Linked DNA regions of Mus musculus: region 2 is linked to region 1. The links are chromatin contacts, called in public Hi-C maps. All regions are on one chromosome and are shown on one strand. Each heading gives the region's core, a stretch centred on a gene start, on an enhancer-like site or on the middle of the called end of the contact. The rest is flanking DNA. Distances are from core to core; before and after follow the strand shown.

Region 1 (6,964 bases), core at 1,293-3,792:
GCTGGAGCCCAACGGAGACCACTCCAGAGAGCCCAGGGAAGGAGTCAAGGAGAAATCTCAGGCAAAATTTAGAAACCGTCTGTTTAACTCTTGGCATAAATGCAATCAAATCAAACCTTTGGATATTTAAAACCAAATAAAATAAAGGATGATTCTCATACTCAGAGAGTAAAAATGAAAGGAAGAAAGAAAGAAAAACAGACATTTCTAATGCATCTATTTAGTTATTACATAAAAGTCATAATTACATGAAGGCTGTAAACTATATTTGTTATGTATAAATGGCAGATTTTAAAGTTGTTATTTCAGTTACTAACACACTACAGATGTGCTATGTATCTTCTGAGATAAGTCTGTGCCCTGCCCAAATTTACATCACATTTTATAAAATACTCATTTTTTTTCAGACATTTTGACATACATAACCATCCCTGGGTTATTTCTGATATAATACCATGATTGCAGGGACTTACAGGAGGGGGGGGTTACCTAGGAACTGTGGTTCCAGATGACCAGAGTTCATGGTAGCAGAACAAGGATGTGCATCACAAAACAGCTGAGAACTCACATCTGGATCCACAAGTGGAAGGCAAAGAAATGGCATGAAACTTTTGAAAGCTTAAAGTCCACTGCCAATGATAAGTCCACATCCTCCAATAAGACCACACCTCCTAATCCTTCCCAAACAGTTCTATCAACCAAGGACCAAGTATTCAAACACAGGAGCCTATGGGCACTGTGCTATTTCAAACCACCATACGCTACAAATTTACTGAGGTGAACTGAGGCTATTGGGTCAGGTGAACATATTAAAATTCATAAGGAAACGAGATCCAAGAACTTGCCGGACACACCAGACCAAGGAAAGGATACAACTCTCTCACCTAGACCTCATTAAGAACTGGCACATAGAACCATGCACACTTGGCCCCACCTACTTGTCATGTGACCACCCATAACAAGGACAATAGTTAGAGAACTCCCAACTGCTTCCAGGGCTTCAGCTTAGCTCTGCCCTCACTGTTCAGACAGCCCACCCTTCTGTTTGTCTGTCTAGACCAGCAGGTGACCCATCTGTCTGCCCATTCTTTCATCTGGAACTAGTTCTGATAGCTCAGAGGTTGAATCCAACCATGCAGTTTCACATCCAGCCCGAGAGAGCTGCAGGAGGCTGACCCATAAGAACAGCTAACTCCCAACAGCCCTGTTCCGTTCACATGTCATCTCAGCAGTACAGACTCTAGCTAGATTTCTTTTTTTTTTATTAGGTATTTTCCTCATTTACATTTCTAATGCTATCCCAAAAGTCCCCCATACCCCCCCCACTCCTCTACCCACCCACTCCCACTTTTTGACCCTGGCGTTCTCCTGTACTGGGGCATATAAAGTTTGCATGTCCAATGGGCCTCTCTTTCTAGTGATGGTCGACTAGCTTCCTAGCTTCTCCAGACTTCCGAAACGCCTTGCATTCTGTGGTGGGCATTCTGAAACCTCTACATGAATATAAATAAATATGTGTATAGATATAGATATCTATAGATACGGATGATATAGACAATTGTGTGGAATGTAATGTGTGCTCTGAGAATATTATTAGTAATTAAGACTGGAGTGAAAGTGAATCCTGCTCACCTAAGCCAAGATTACCAAGGAAAAAGGGAATGTCTAGCAAAGTGCTACCATGAAATTGGTATGCCCTGTAACCTATTGTTAGTCAACTCTTCTGGCATTGAGCAAAGACACAAACACAACTATGTGCTTCTGACATTGAACACTCACAACATATCTATGTTATATGTAGCCTAACCAAATGCTACAGGAGCTGAAGCAATATTCATAATAGATTGGCTACTTATCATCAAAAATATATTATAGCGCTTCATATACTCCAATGCTCCAGTCTCAGACAAGTTAATGTGTCCAACGGTGGGACAGGCTTTTCCATCAAAGATGGCCAGGGTGCACAAAGGCCAGTCTTTTATAACCCTCTTCCATCTAGTGAAACTCTCATGTATGTACTTTTTTGCTTAAACCCCAGACAACAAGATGTTCCTGAAACTTCACTCTGTATCACACCCTTCCCCTTCCTGATGATTGCAAATTAGTCAATTTCATCAGACTGTGAGATCAAGCTCTCAACAATAGAGTGAGCCATAGGTCCCACCCTGCATTAGAATACAACCTAAGTGACCTTACCAACCACATGCACTTGCTCTCCTGGTTTGGGTCATTACACATCCATTCTTTTGCAAAAGTAAAGACCGTCTGGAACAACTCTGATACTGTTTACACATCTGTATGTGCGACATCATAAGTACTCTGATACTCTCTTCCAATAAAGGGAGACGTGTTGACGGTATTACAACAGCCTTTAAGGCTAACAAGAAGCCACACACATGCTAATACCACACACTTTCCCAAGAAGAGCACTGAGTCAAAAATGACAAAAGCCATAGCCTTAAAGGATCCTGGGCACAAGAGCACAAGACAATTTATGAGGATATAAATAACTATAATACAAGTCTCAGAGCAGAGGATTCAGGCATCCGTGGAATTCATCTCCTATCGCTTGTGGCTGGAATTCATATAAGCCTAGAAGGGTGGGTAGGTGTCACCCAGGCAGAAAGAAAAGGAACAGATTCTAAAATAAATCATGAAACTCTAATTTCTTGGGCTTAAGAAGAATCGTGAGTCAGCCAGAACACCAAAAGAGGACTTTGGGACAATTCCACTGCTTTCTTTCTTCTTCTTCTTTTTTTTTTTAAATATATTTTAAGCCCCTTTCCTCACCCAAACAGATACATGTACATATATTAAAAATACGTACAAGAAATGTTTCTTTAGTCCTAATATTAGGTAGCTAAACAGACAGACAGACGTCAGTCGTCTTGGAGTACATTAACCTCCTGTTTCCCTGGTAACAGGAGAAAAGGAAGCATCACATTTTCCCTCCTTAAATTTGAAAATATCCCGTGAAAAAGTGGGCTTTCAAGAGGCCTAGTGAAGAAAATCTAACGCCTATTAGTCAAAACAAAAAAAACAAAACAAAACAAAACAAAACAAAACAAAAAAAAAAACGAATGGATCCAGGTGGAGACTTGCCATTCTGATCCATCTCAAAGACTAGACTTTACATACCATTGTTTCTTTTGCTTGAAGCTCTTTTAACACCTGTCAATCACCTGGCCAGGAGACCGGGCCAACAAAACAAAACACAACAAAACAAAACACAACACAACACAACACAACAACAACAACAACAACAACAACAACAATAAATGATTCACTGGAAGACAAGCCAATGGAATGGGAGGAATAATTACCTCTTAAGGAGAAATAATCTTTACTCCCCCCCACCCAGCCTTCTTCCCTCAGGAAGTCAGATCCAACACTTTGTTGCTAAGTGTGCACATGAATACTTTTCCCCCTTCTTTCTCTCTGTTTCTCAGAGACTGGCCCAAATCCTCAGTGCACTTTCCTTGACACTGTGTGCGTTCACAACTCTTGCTTTCAACTCCCTGCAGCTTTTACAGCTCCCTTCATCTGCCAAGCTCCCCTGCCAACCAGAGCCCAGGATACAGAACATAATTCCTTCCTCTTACCCATCTTCCTCCTCTCAGCTGTTGCCATGGCTTCTATAAAGCTTGCCTGCTGGGCTCCTCTCCAACTAATAAAAGATATTCCTCAATGTTTTTTCTGATTCTGTTTTTAAATTCCTTTTATCAGTTCCCCAAAAGGGAACCCCAATTGTACACTGGAATAACAGTCTGTAAGAGCCTGACTAATAACTGTGGAAAAGAGCCTGTGTTTCGGCAGAAGGTGGGGAAAATGGTGGACAGCTCTGAATCATCCAATTTGAAGAGATAATTAGAAAGAAGGTTGTGAGAGGTAGAGCAGTGGGGTATTCCCCTGTTCCAGGCTCTCTGTATTCTAGGGCAGGCGTCACTGTACTTTCAAGAGAAGGGGAAGGAAGAAGAAAAGCACAAAGCAAATCCCCTGGAAAGTTAAAGCTCCCATTCTGACACAGCCCACACGTTCCTTCTTGACTTTCGAAATCCTGGGCGCTCACTTCTGTTTGCTCTCCTGCACAGAGGCAAACATTCTATATTCACAGGCCATCTTGCTTAAGACAGTTAAAGTTGAAGTGTGTGCATTAAGGTTAGTGTCCATGAAGAACAGCGGCTGGCAGTAAAATCACGTGACATAACCTCTGAAAAGCAGGAGCTGGTGTCACAACACCTGGCAGTGATTCCTATGAAAGCTGAGCCTAGAAATCTAGTTCCTAAGTTTTATAGCAATTTCCCTTAAAAAAAAAAAGCCCAGTGAATAAAATGTTAGTATTTTACACTTAATTCTCCATGTTAATGAATGCATATGGTGTATTTGTGTGTGTGTGTGTGTGTGTGTGTGTGTGTGTGTGTGTGTGTGTGTAAGCATGTTATTGTTTTTATCTGGACTTTTATATGGCATGAACCATAATCCAGAAACGGAGGACATCAGTCATCAGTTTTTGATCTAGGTTGTGAAGAATTGTGGCCATAAAAAGCTCAGGTCCAAGCATGGTGGTATACATCCTTAATCCCAGGAGACAGAAGCAAGCAGATGTCTGAGTTCAAGGTCAGGCTAGGAAAGAGAAAGTCCCAAGTAGCAAAAATCTTAGATCTAGGCCTGGTGGTATATGACTTCAAATCCAGAATTCAGGACACAGAGTCACACAGATCTCTGAGTTCAAGGTCCATCTATAGAGTAAGTTCCAGGCTAGGCAGTGAAGGAGTTGGAAAATGGAATGCTGATGATAATACACTAGACCAAGGGGGCCATGGTCCAGCCCCAGCAAGCAGCAGAACTTTGCAGCTTCAGGCGTGTCGCTCTGGCTTTAGAGTAAGAATAGAAGGAACTACTGGGAAAATTGATGCTGGTTAGCTGGAGCTAAGAAATTAGCCGTGATTACGAGACCAGCATCATTGAGGTGAAATCTTCTGGGAAGTGTTTTCTGAGAACACAAAGAAAGCTGTGTTCCAGAGATATCCAAGATTGTACCTCATGCTGAAGCTAGAGGTGGTAATGTGTAAGAGTCACCCAGGTGGCACTAGTTTGAAGGCATGAAGGGGTCATGGAGAGCAACTGAGCCTTGGCACATTGAGAGGCCATGGAAGGGCATTGGTGAAGGTGCGGCCTCATTTGCAGTTGACAGCCCAGGACTAAAGGGGTCATGCAAAAGATGTGAGGCTTGGCACCATGAAGAGAGCCTATGAGAGGCTATTGGCGAAGTGTAGTTGCAGTGGAGGATTCCAGCAAATTGGAGACACTAGTTTCGTGGAATGGTCAACAAGAAAAGCAGCAGCAGTGGAGTGGAGTCAGCAGAGCTTAGAGTGTTACAGAAGGCAGAGCTGGAGAAGTGACTCACATCCTTTGGAGGAGCCCAGAAGATCATGCATGGATCCCAGACACTGGAACAAGAGACTATAAAGCTGAAGTTACCTTGGATACCCCAAGATGGTTGAGACCGCAGAGCCATGAGCTATCTGTTGAGACAAGCTGCTAACTACGATTGGAACCAGCACAACAGGAAGAAGTTGCTGCAGCCAACAAAGATGAAGGGAATTGTAATCTGAAGAGTCACAGAGATGCAGAGGTTTGGAGTTTGCCCAGCTGGTTTCCTGTTTTGCTTTGGTCCACTATTTCTTCACTATGCCATTTTAGGATGGCAATGTATATCCTGTGATGTTGGAAGTATATGATCTGCCTTTTGATTTTGATTTTTTTTTAAGGGATTGCAGTTAAGAGATTGTATGAATCTCAGAGGAGCCCTTGAACTGTGGACTTTCAAACTGTTGAGACTGTTATAGATTATGGGACTTCTGAAGTTGAACTAAATGTTTTAGCATTATGCTATGGCTAAGTATGCCCCACCCCCGCCCCCCGCCCATAGACTCACGTGTTTGAACTAACCTATGGGGCCAGGAGTGGAATGTGGTGGTTTGAAAATGCTTTTCCCCTAGGAAGTGGCACTACTGGGAGGTGTAGCTTTGTTAGAGGAAGTGTGTCACTGTGGGGGTGGGCTTTGAGGTCTCCTATATATGATTAAGTCTGGCCAGAGTCAGTCTTCTCCTGTCTGCCTTGGGATCAAGACATAGAACTCTCAGCTCCTCCTGCACCATGCCTGCTTGGTGTTGCCCTGCTTCCGACCATGATAATGGACTGAACCTCTAAACCTGTAAGCCAGCCCCAATTAAATGTTGTCCTTTATAAGAGTTGCCTTGGCCATAGTGTATCTTCACAGCAGTGGGAACCCTAACTAAGACAGCCCATTATCATGCATGGATGTCTGCATGGCTGGAGTCCTGGGCTGAAGTTTTCAGTCTGTGTGTGTTCCAAAATGGCACAATTTTAGCTTTAGGGCTAAGGAGAAAAAGATAAAATTACATATTTAGCCTGGGAAAGATGCAATTTAGGCCAGATGAAACCTCTTGCTTTTGTAAATACTTAGATACAGTGTTCAGGGCTGGTGTTGCAATAAACATCTGTGTAGTTTATTGTGGCCTAGGCCCAGCCCAGCTTATATAGGCCAGGCTAGCAAAGGAAAATGAGCCCTGTGAAAGATTTCCTATATGATATGCATTAGTCTCTAAATCCCCATATTAGATTCAGGTTATCAAATTTCAAGTAGGAATAGAGACTTTTTAATAAACTAAGTCTCCTCTAATCATAACTCCTCTAGCGTAATCTTGGCTCTATTACTTGACTTTTTTCTTCATAATTTGGGCCAATTTGTCACATAAAGAATCAAAAAGATTCATTCCAATCATAACTCTGGTTAACAGCCCTGGCTAGCTGGGGAAGAATAATGAGTAAGATTATGAAGTCAGCTGAAGAGGAATGATGGCATCTTTCAAGAATGCTGTTATTGGCTGCCAAGAGCACAGGGGAATGCATCCAAGTGGAGAGAAGCTGAGTTAGTGTG
Region 2 (6,964 bases), core at 2,236-4,735, 77 kb before region 1:
CAAAACCTGATTTAGAACACTCTGAAATAGCCTTTCAGCTAGGCCACATGGATAGCCATGGGAAATCTGGGACCCACTCAACTTAGAACAGGGGGAATATGGGAGCATAGTGACTTTGCAGGGAGGTTGGGCTGTGACGGCATCTAGAACATAGATGTCTCGACGCTCATGCTTCTTCTAACACACACATACACACCACATTACACCCCCCCACACACACACACACAAACATACAGAGAGAGAGAGAGAGAGAGAGAGAGAGAGAGAGAGAGAGAGAGGGAGGGAGGGAGAATTACTGTTTTCCTTACAGTAGTGCCTATCAATCAGGTTTGCTGAAGATGTCTGGTGAGAACCTGGCCATAAACAAAATCAAAATGGCCAAGGCCAATAGTGCTATGTAACAACTCTTACTATCTTTACCTGGCTTGGTGAACCCCTACGTCTCACACACCAGAAGGCTGCCTAATTCTGGGCAGACTCCGGAGCTCATAGATAAAGCAAGGACACAATGCAAAGAAGACATGCGATTCTGAAGGAGAATATTTGGGATGCAACTGGGAGCTGTAACCAGTTCCTAATAAGATATCAGGATGCACCTAGTCTTCCCCAACCAGGCTGTGCACTTATAAGCACCCCACCCACGGTGATCTGGGTGTATGTGAGGTTGGAGAAGTTCTGCTCTCAAGCACACGTAGGTTTGCTCTGGCCACCACTGAAGGTGCATACCAGGGGACTGGCTTTCCCTCAGATTTCAGAAAGAAGGCAGAATTTTCAATATTCACAATATGGTAGAATGTGAGCCTCTTGGTGAAATCCCTTTTTTTCCGTTTAGTTCATAGTGTCTTTTGTCTTACAATAACACTGGTAGAAACCATTGTTTGAAACTTAACTTCACCATCATAAAGACTTTTACCATGTGCATGTTCCTATTCCTGGGAGAGAAGAACCCCTCCCTTCTAGTCTTATTTCTGAAGCATGGGTTAATGCTACTCAAATTTATTTGTCTGAGATTCATTGCAAGAAGTGTAATTGAGAAGAGGGCTATGTACCACCACCAAAATAAAAGCTGCCTGAGCAGCTAAGAAGATGGCTCAGTGGGTAGAGCTCTTGGTGTACAAATATGGGGACCTGAGTTCTAATCCCCAGCTTGTATGCATTTACCAATGTCCCTAGCTTTAGGGGATGGAGACAGGAGGATCCTGGCTTACAGGCCAGCCTGTGAATCCAAAACAGTGAACTCTAGGTTCCGTGAGAGGACCTGTCTCAAGAGAGGAAGAAAAGAGACAGAGGAAGGCACCTAACATCTTCAACTGGTGTCCTTATGTACATGCAGGAGGGCACACCACAGAGAGAGGGGGAGATAAAGGGGGGAGAGAGAGAGAGAAAGGAGAGAAAGGGAAGGAAAGAAAGAGAGAGAGAGAGAGAGAGAGAGAGAGAGAGAGAGGAGGGAGGGAGGGAAGGAGGGAAGGAAGGAAGGAAGGAGAGAAAGAAAGAAAAGAAGGAAGAAAGAAAGTAGATATAGAAAGAAAGAGAGAGAGAGAGGAGGGAGGGAAGGAGGGAAGGAAGGAAGGAAGGAAGGAAGGAAGGAAGGAAGGAAGGAGAGAAAGAAAGAAAAGAAGGAAGAAAGAAAGGAGATATAGAAAGAGAGAGAGAGAGAGAGAGAGAGAGAGAGGAAGAAAGATTGCAGAAAAGAATACATCTAATGAGTGTGTGTGATACTCGCCTGTTCTTTATTCACTCCTTGGCTGTATTTCATCTATTGCTCTCTACACTCCATAGGGTTAATATAAGGACTACTAAATGCCTCCTGACTGACAGTGCGTGTAAACTCTGCATACAGATATTACTTCAGAGGAGCTGTCATCTAGTTTCATACACATCTTTCCTTTCAGATGCAGAGGACAGAGCCCTGATGTGTGTAGGGACTCGGCATGCTTTCTGAGTGCATTATGAAAGAATACACCAATATTATGAACTGTTCTTGCAAGTGCCAACATCTACCCCTTAACTACTTGGACCTATTGCAATAATTACTTTTAAAAAAATGTACTAATGTCTGATTCTACAAAAAGGTTTCTCCATGTAACCATAACTCTAAACCCTTGACAGTGAACTTACATCCTCAGCAGAAATGTTCCAGTGAGAAGTGGTTCCATGGACTAGTGTGCTGGCTAGCAAGAGGAAACAAAGCTTACTGTGGACACTTTTAGGTTTCTTTTCTTGTAATCTGGGTGGATGTTTTATTGTTTGTCCTCACTGTCCATTCACTGGAGCTTAGGTGACTGTGTCTGAGATACATTTAGAACATCCTGTGTTGGGGACATGCCAGCCTGTCACATGGGCCTCCATAGCACTTGGCCAGTTCACCTTTGTTCTTTCTTTGTCTGCCTCTGCTCTCCCAGCATTTGAGTCCTTGGGCAGAGGCACACAGTGGAAAGAACTGATGACTAATTACATCCATTTATCATTTAGATCCTGAGCCTGGGCCTGTCACTCTAGTACATGAGACAGGAAGGGAGTTTGAGGGTGTCAAGATCTTTAGTTCTGTTTTAGTAAAAGTCACACAGCCCCGGGGAAGCCACCCTTCTTCACTTTACCACAGTTGGATACAAAGGCTACAGCTCTCCAAAGTACATCTAAAAGGAGCAACCATGATCTCGTGGACTCCTCTCACCATAACACTCATAAAGAGAACCACTACGATTTAGGTGTGGTGATACACATCTGTGATTACACCATTTGTGACATGGAGCTGAGAGAGAACCAGTTCAAGGTTATCTTTGGATCCCTAGAAGCCAGAATTCATGAAAACAACTACAAAAGGAAATACAAAAGAAAACTACCTAATATACACCGGCTGTCCTGATTCTGTAGTTCGTTTAAAGCAATGAAAGATCTTTTGGCTAATTTTTTTTATTACATTTACTTCATGTTTTAGTGTGTGTGTGTGTGTGTGTGTGTGTGTGTGTGTGTGTGTATTAGTACGCATGTCATGGTTGGAATGTGAAGGTCAGAAGACAACTTGTGGGAGTCAGTTCCCTCTTTCTCTCATGTGGGTCCCATGGACCAACTCCATGAGGTTTAGCAACAAATGCCTTCACTCCGTCAGCCATCCCTCTGGCCTGTAACAACAATATTTGAATACAGAATGCTGCATATTCTAAATAAGTATACTGTTCTGTCCTAAATTTGATTCAATAACAAAGAAGGTCATCTGTGGAAAAAACTGGTAACATTTGAGTAAGGTGTCCAAAATAACCTAAGAATTAAGTTCTTAGTTCTCAAATACATACAATGTTATTCATTTTTTGAGGATTTCATACAATGTATTTTGACCATATTTATTGCCACACTTCTCTGCTTAAGCCTTAGCCAGTGAGTTTTTAGAATTATAGGAATAGAGATGAGGTCTTGCAAAGGCATTTACATCTCTGAAAACTGTGCCTCACCAGCGGTTATGACTAACGACAGCTGCATTGCTGGCACTGTCTGAAGAGGCTGGGCCTACCCAAGAGTCTTTTCTCTCCAGCATTTATTACTGCTTGTGCAACCTTAGGGAAGGTCCATGACGATTTTGGCAGTTTCCGAAGGCTTCTGAGTCTTGCGACTTTTGTTTACTTCCTGAGCCTTGTAAGTTGCATTCACTTCCTACTCTTATGAGCCTCCATCTGAGAGGGAGTGTTCCCATTTAGAGGAGTAACAACACATGCTTATGGGACTGAGATGGATGTTGACACAAGTAAAGGTGAGGACATTGGTTTGTGCACAGCCACTAAGTCATAGCAGTTACAACAGATGTTGTTCAATAAGCATCGCCTCCTTTCCCCAGATTTGACCACTGATGTTGTACCAACCATAATAATCCCTTTGTTTCCTACAGCTTGGGCTCAAGTGTGTAACCAATGGAAGACATCAATTGGAAGCTCATCCTCCTAGGGAAGTTGTCAGACAAGAAAGAATGACAGACACTCACAGATGAATGGTGAGACAGACAGACAGACACGGGTAATCTTTTACTTCCTGTGGTGAGAGGATGTGATGGCAGCTATCATATGACCAGGACAAACAGCAGTAGAGCTGCATCCTCTGAACCCAACCATCAGCAAGCTGCTGGACCATCTGTCTCTAGACGCCATTTTATGTGAGACAACTGATGTTCTTGTTGCTCAGGTCACTTTCAGTATCCTTTATCACCACACTTAACATAACCCTCACTAGAGGTTACAGAGAATGAGAAGTTATTGCGAGATTCCAGATGAGGACTATGTGCTTTAAAAAGGTCATACATCTGGTGAGGTACACAGAGTGACAAAGGAGTGGAGAAATGGATGTTTTAAAACAAAAGATTTAAATGTATGATTATCTAGTAGTAGTAGTAGTAGTGGTAGTGGTGGTGGTGGTGGTGGTGGTGGTGGTGGTGGTGGTGGTGGTGGTAGTGGTAGTGGTAGTGGTAGTGGTGGTGGTAGTGGTAGTAGTGTGTGTTGGGGCATGATTACTATGGTGCATGTGTGGAGAACAAAGGACAACTTTTATTTATTTATTTATTTATTTATTTATTTATATTTGTCAAGACAGGGTTTCTCTGTGTATCCTTGGCGGTCCTGGAACTTGCTCTGTAGACCAGGCTGACCTTGAACTCAGACATCCACCTGCCTCTGTCTCCAGAGGATTAAATGTGTATGCCACCTACACCTATATCTTGCCAGCATGTATGTCTGTTCACCTTATCTATGCAATCCAGAAGAGAGTATTGAATCCCAATGAGACTAGAGTTATAGCCAGTAATGAGCTGCCATTGGGTCCTAGGGATAGAACTCAAACCCTCTGAAAGAGGAACCGCTCTTAACCACCACATCATCTCTCTAGCCCCCATTTAATTAAAAACATTTAATTTCCTAAAATTATATTTATTAGTTTAATTGTCCAGGATCAGAACAGACACACCACAGCACGTGTTTAAAGGTCAGAGGATAACTTGTGGGAGCTGATGCTCTCCTTCCATCATGTTGGTCCTGGAGTTCAAAGTCAGGTCTCCGGGCTTGGTGATGGGTACCTTTATCCACTGAGCTACCTCTGGAAACCAGTTCTCTTCTTGCATCTGTATGTGGGTTCCAGATATCAAACTGAAACCACTAAGCTTACAAGGCAAGTAAGTGCTTTACCTACCAAGTTATCTCACCACCAAGAGATAATTTAAATTCTTTCCATTGAGCATTGTTTAGTTCACCTCATACAACACCCTCACAGATGCTGTGGTATTTATTGGTTGGCAGAGCTCCATGTGGGAAGGGTCAGATGAGTACCTGCCCAAAGGCTGGCCCTGAATTTTTGTTTTTTTTTTTTTTCTAATTGTCCAGGGACAGATCAGCTAATGGAAAACCCGTGGGAAACTTTCCAATGAGAAAAGGAAAGCATTTCCAAGAAGGCTGAGCTCAGAAGTCTCTTTCTAACATATTTTTTTAAAATGAAAAAGTACATAAGCTTTTTAATAATTGATTACTAAAACCAACACCACCCTGTGGAAAGGCTCATTTTAATACCAATGGCTCTCTGGAATAAGACAGAGAAAAAAAAGTTATGTAGGGTACCATAGTCTTTCCTGTCTCAGGTGAGAATGTTTCTCGGAATTGCTACCTGAAGGAGATCTTGGAAACTTTGTCCAGCACATCCCCTTTTCCCTTATTATTTGATGTTTTATTTTTCTACATTCCACAAGCATATTTACATGATGTCTGTGTCCTTATCACATTGTAGAGAACCATAAATTATAAACATAAACTGATTATTATAATTGAGTGTAACACCATCACCCAGCTTCCAATTCTTAAGATACAATAGATAGATAGATAGATAGATAGATAGATAGATAGATAGATAGACAGACAGACAGATAGAGTTAGATATATAGAGAGATAATAGAGATAGATAATATATAATCTATTTTCAAGGAAGCATTATGGTTTTCCATGTGATTGCTGTGGAAAATAAATGTCACACAGGTCAAAGCAATTTTCCATGGGGTTATATAACTGATAACATGCAAAGCTAGATTTCATCCTGAGTCATCCTGACTATAAAAGCTAAGGGAGGAGATTTTTGGATGCAATTTTGCTGGGAGTGCTGGGTTTGGAAGGATGACATGTAAAAGGATTGAGGTCCAGACAGAGATCTCAGCCAGCACAGCTTCTTTGGTGTTAGAATGAGGACACTATAAGTAAGACAGGAAGGGAGGGGGTTGAGTGGGAAAGAGGGACAAGAGGGGACCAGCAGGCAAGTTTCACTGTGCAATGATGTCTGGAGCCAGTGGATCACAAGTCACTACAAGTTGTAATTTAGAGAGACACTGAACACATTCTTTTGAGAGACACAGAAAAGAGAGATGGCAAGAAGGACAGTACCAGGAGGACTCACCAAGTTCTAATAGTGTGAGACCTTTGGCCACCATAAATTATAGGTCAGTCTTATATTTTTGGGTGTGATCCTAGCCTTTTAAAGCTGAGCCATCTCTCCAGCCCCATGCCAGTCTTCAGTGGGGATGTGCTTTTTAAAATTCTGCATCACAGTATTTTCTGAAAACATAGAGGTAAGGAGGGCTCCATTAGAGCTGTTAGAGAATCCCGAGTGATGGCAATCAGCACTCCTGCCCCAGTGTCTCCCCAACTCACTACTGTCTTTTTAATCCTTTATCACACTGGCCTAGGCTCTGTTGGAATTTGAGCTTTGCTTGCCCTAGCAATCTCTACAGTGTCCACTGAAGACAAAGATGGATAGTCAGTCTTCTTGAGTTCTGTCACCCTAGGGCAGACTCCACACCCAAGAAGAGTTGGCCAACACACATTGGATTTGATAGATTTTTTTAAAAAGAGAAAGAAAGAACACAGAGTTGGGTGGATAGAGAGGTGGGAGTGTATCTGAGAGGCATTGGGGGAGGGTCGAAGAGCAAAACACAGTATGAAGTTTTCAA

The links. Hi-C and Micro-C count contacts between places; a contact is called where the count stands out from the background.
Region 2: a contact with region 1 is called in a Hi-C map of the C2C12 cell line, with 6 times the contacts expected there. The contact joins two enhancer-like sites. A contact is called at or near these places in 7 of 39 promoter capture datasets (3T3-L1-derived adipocytes, the C10 cell line, the HPC-7 cell line and 3 more), 1 of 15 datasets of contacts at CTCF or cohesin (the NIH/3T3 cell line), 21 of 484 Hi-C or Micro-C datasets (the C2C12 cell line, brain, cerebellar granule neurons and 13 more) and 2 of 115 datasets of contacts at active chromatin or transcription factors (embryonic fibroblasts and fibro-adipogenic progenitors).

The regions. Positions count from the first base shown.
Region 1 is chr17:43,707,404-43,714,367 of GRCm38.p6, reverse strand. The region is part of intron 7 of Cyp39a1 (cytochrome P450, family 39, subfamily a, polypeptide 1); the gene reads right to left. Among named protein-coding and RNA genes, the nearest start is that of Gm25783, 13 kb to the right of the region's middle. Within about 2 kb of position 2,542, at least 18 of the 459 cell types and tissues checked have an H3K27ac peak or open chromatin away from gene starts, as enhancers often do. A contact at or near this core is called in the C2C12 cell line, where this site is marked.
Region 2 is chr17:43,784,957-43,791,920 of GRCm38.p6, reverse strand. It overlaps Gm34773 (a long non-coding RNA gene), which reads left to right. Exons shown (of 3, transcript XR_385586.2): 3 at 3,881-4,380. Among named protein-coding and RNA genes, the nearest start is that of Gm34773, 12 kb to the left of the region's middle. Within about 2 kb of position 3,485, at least 11 of the 459 cell types and tissues checked have an H3K27ac peak or open chromatin away from gene starts, as enhancers often do. A contact at or near this core is called in the C2C12 cell line, where this site is marked.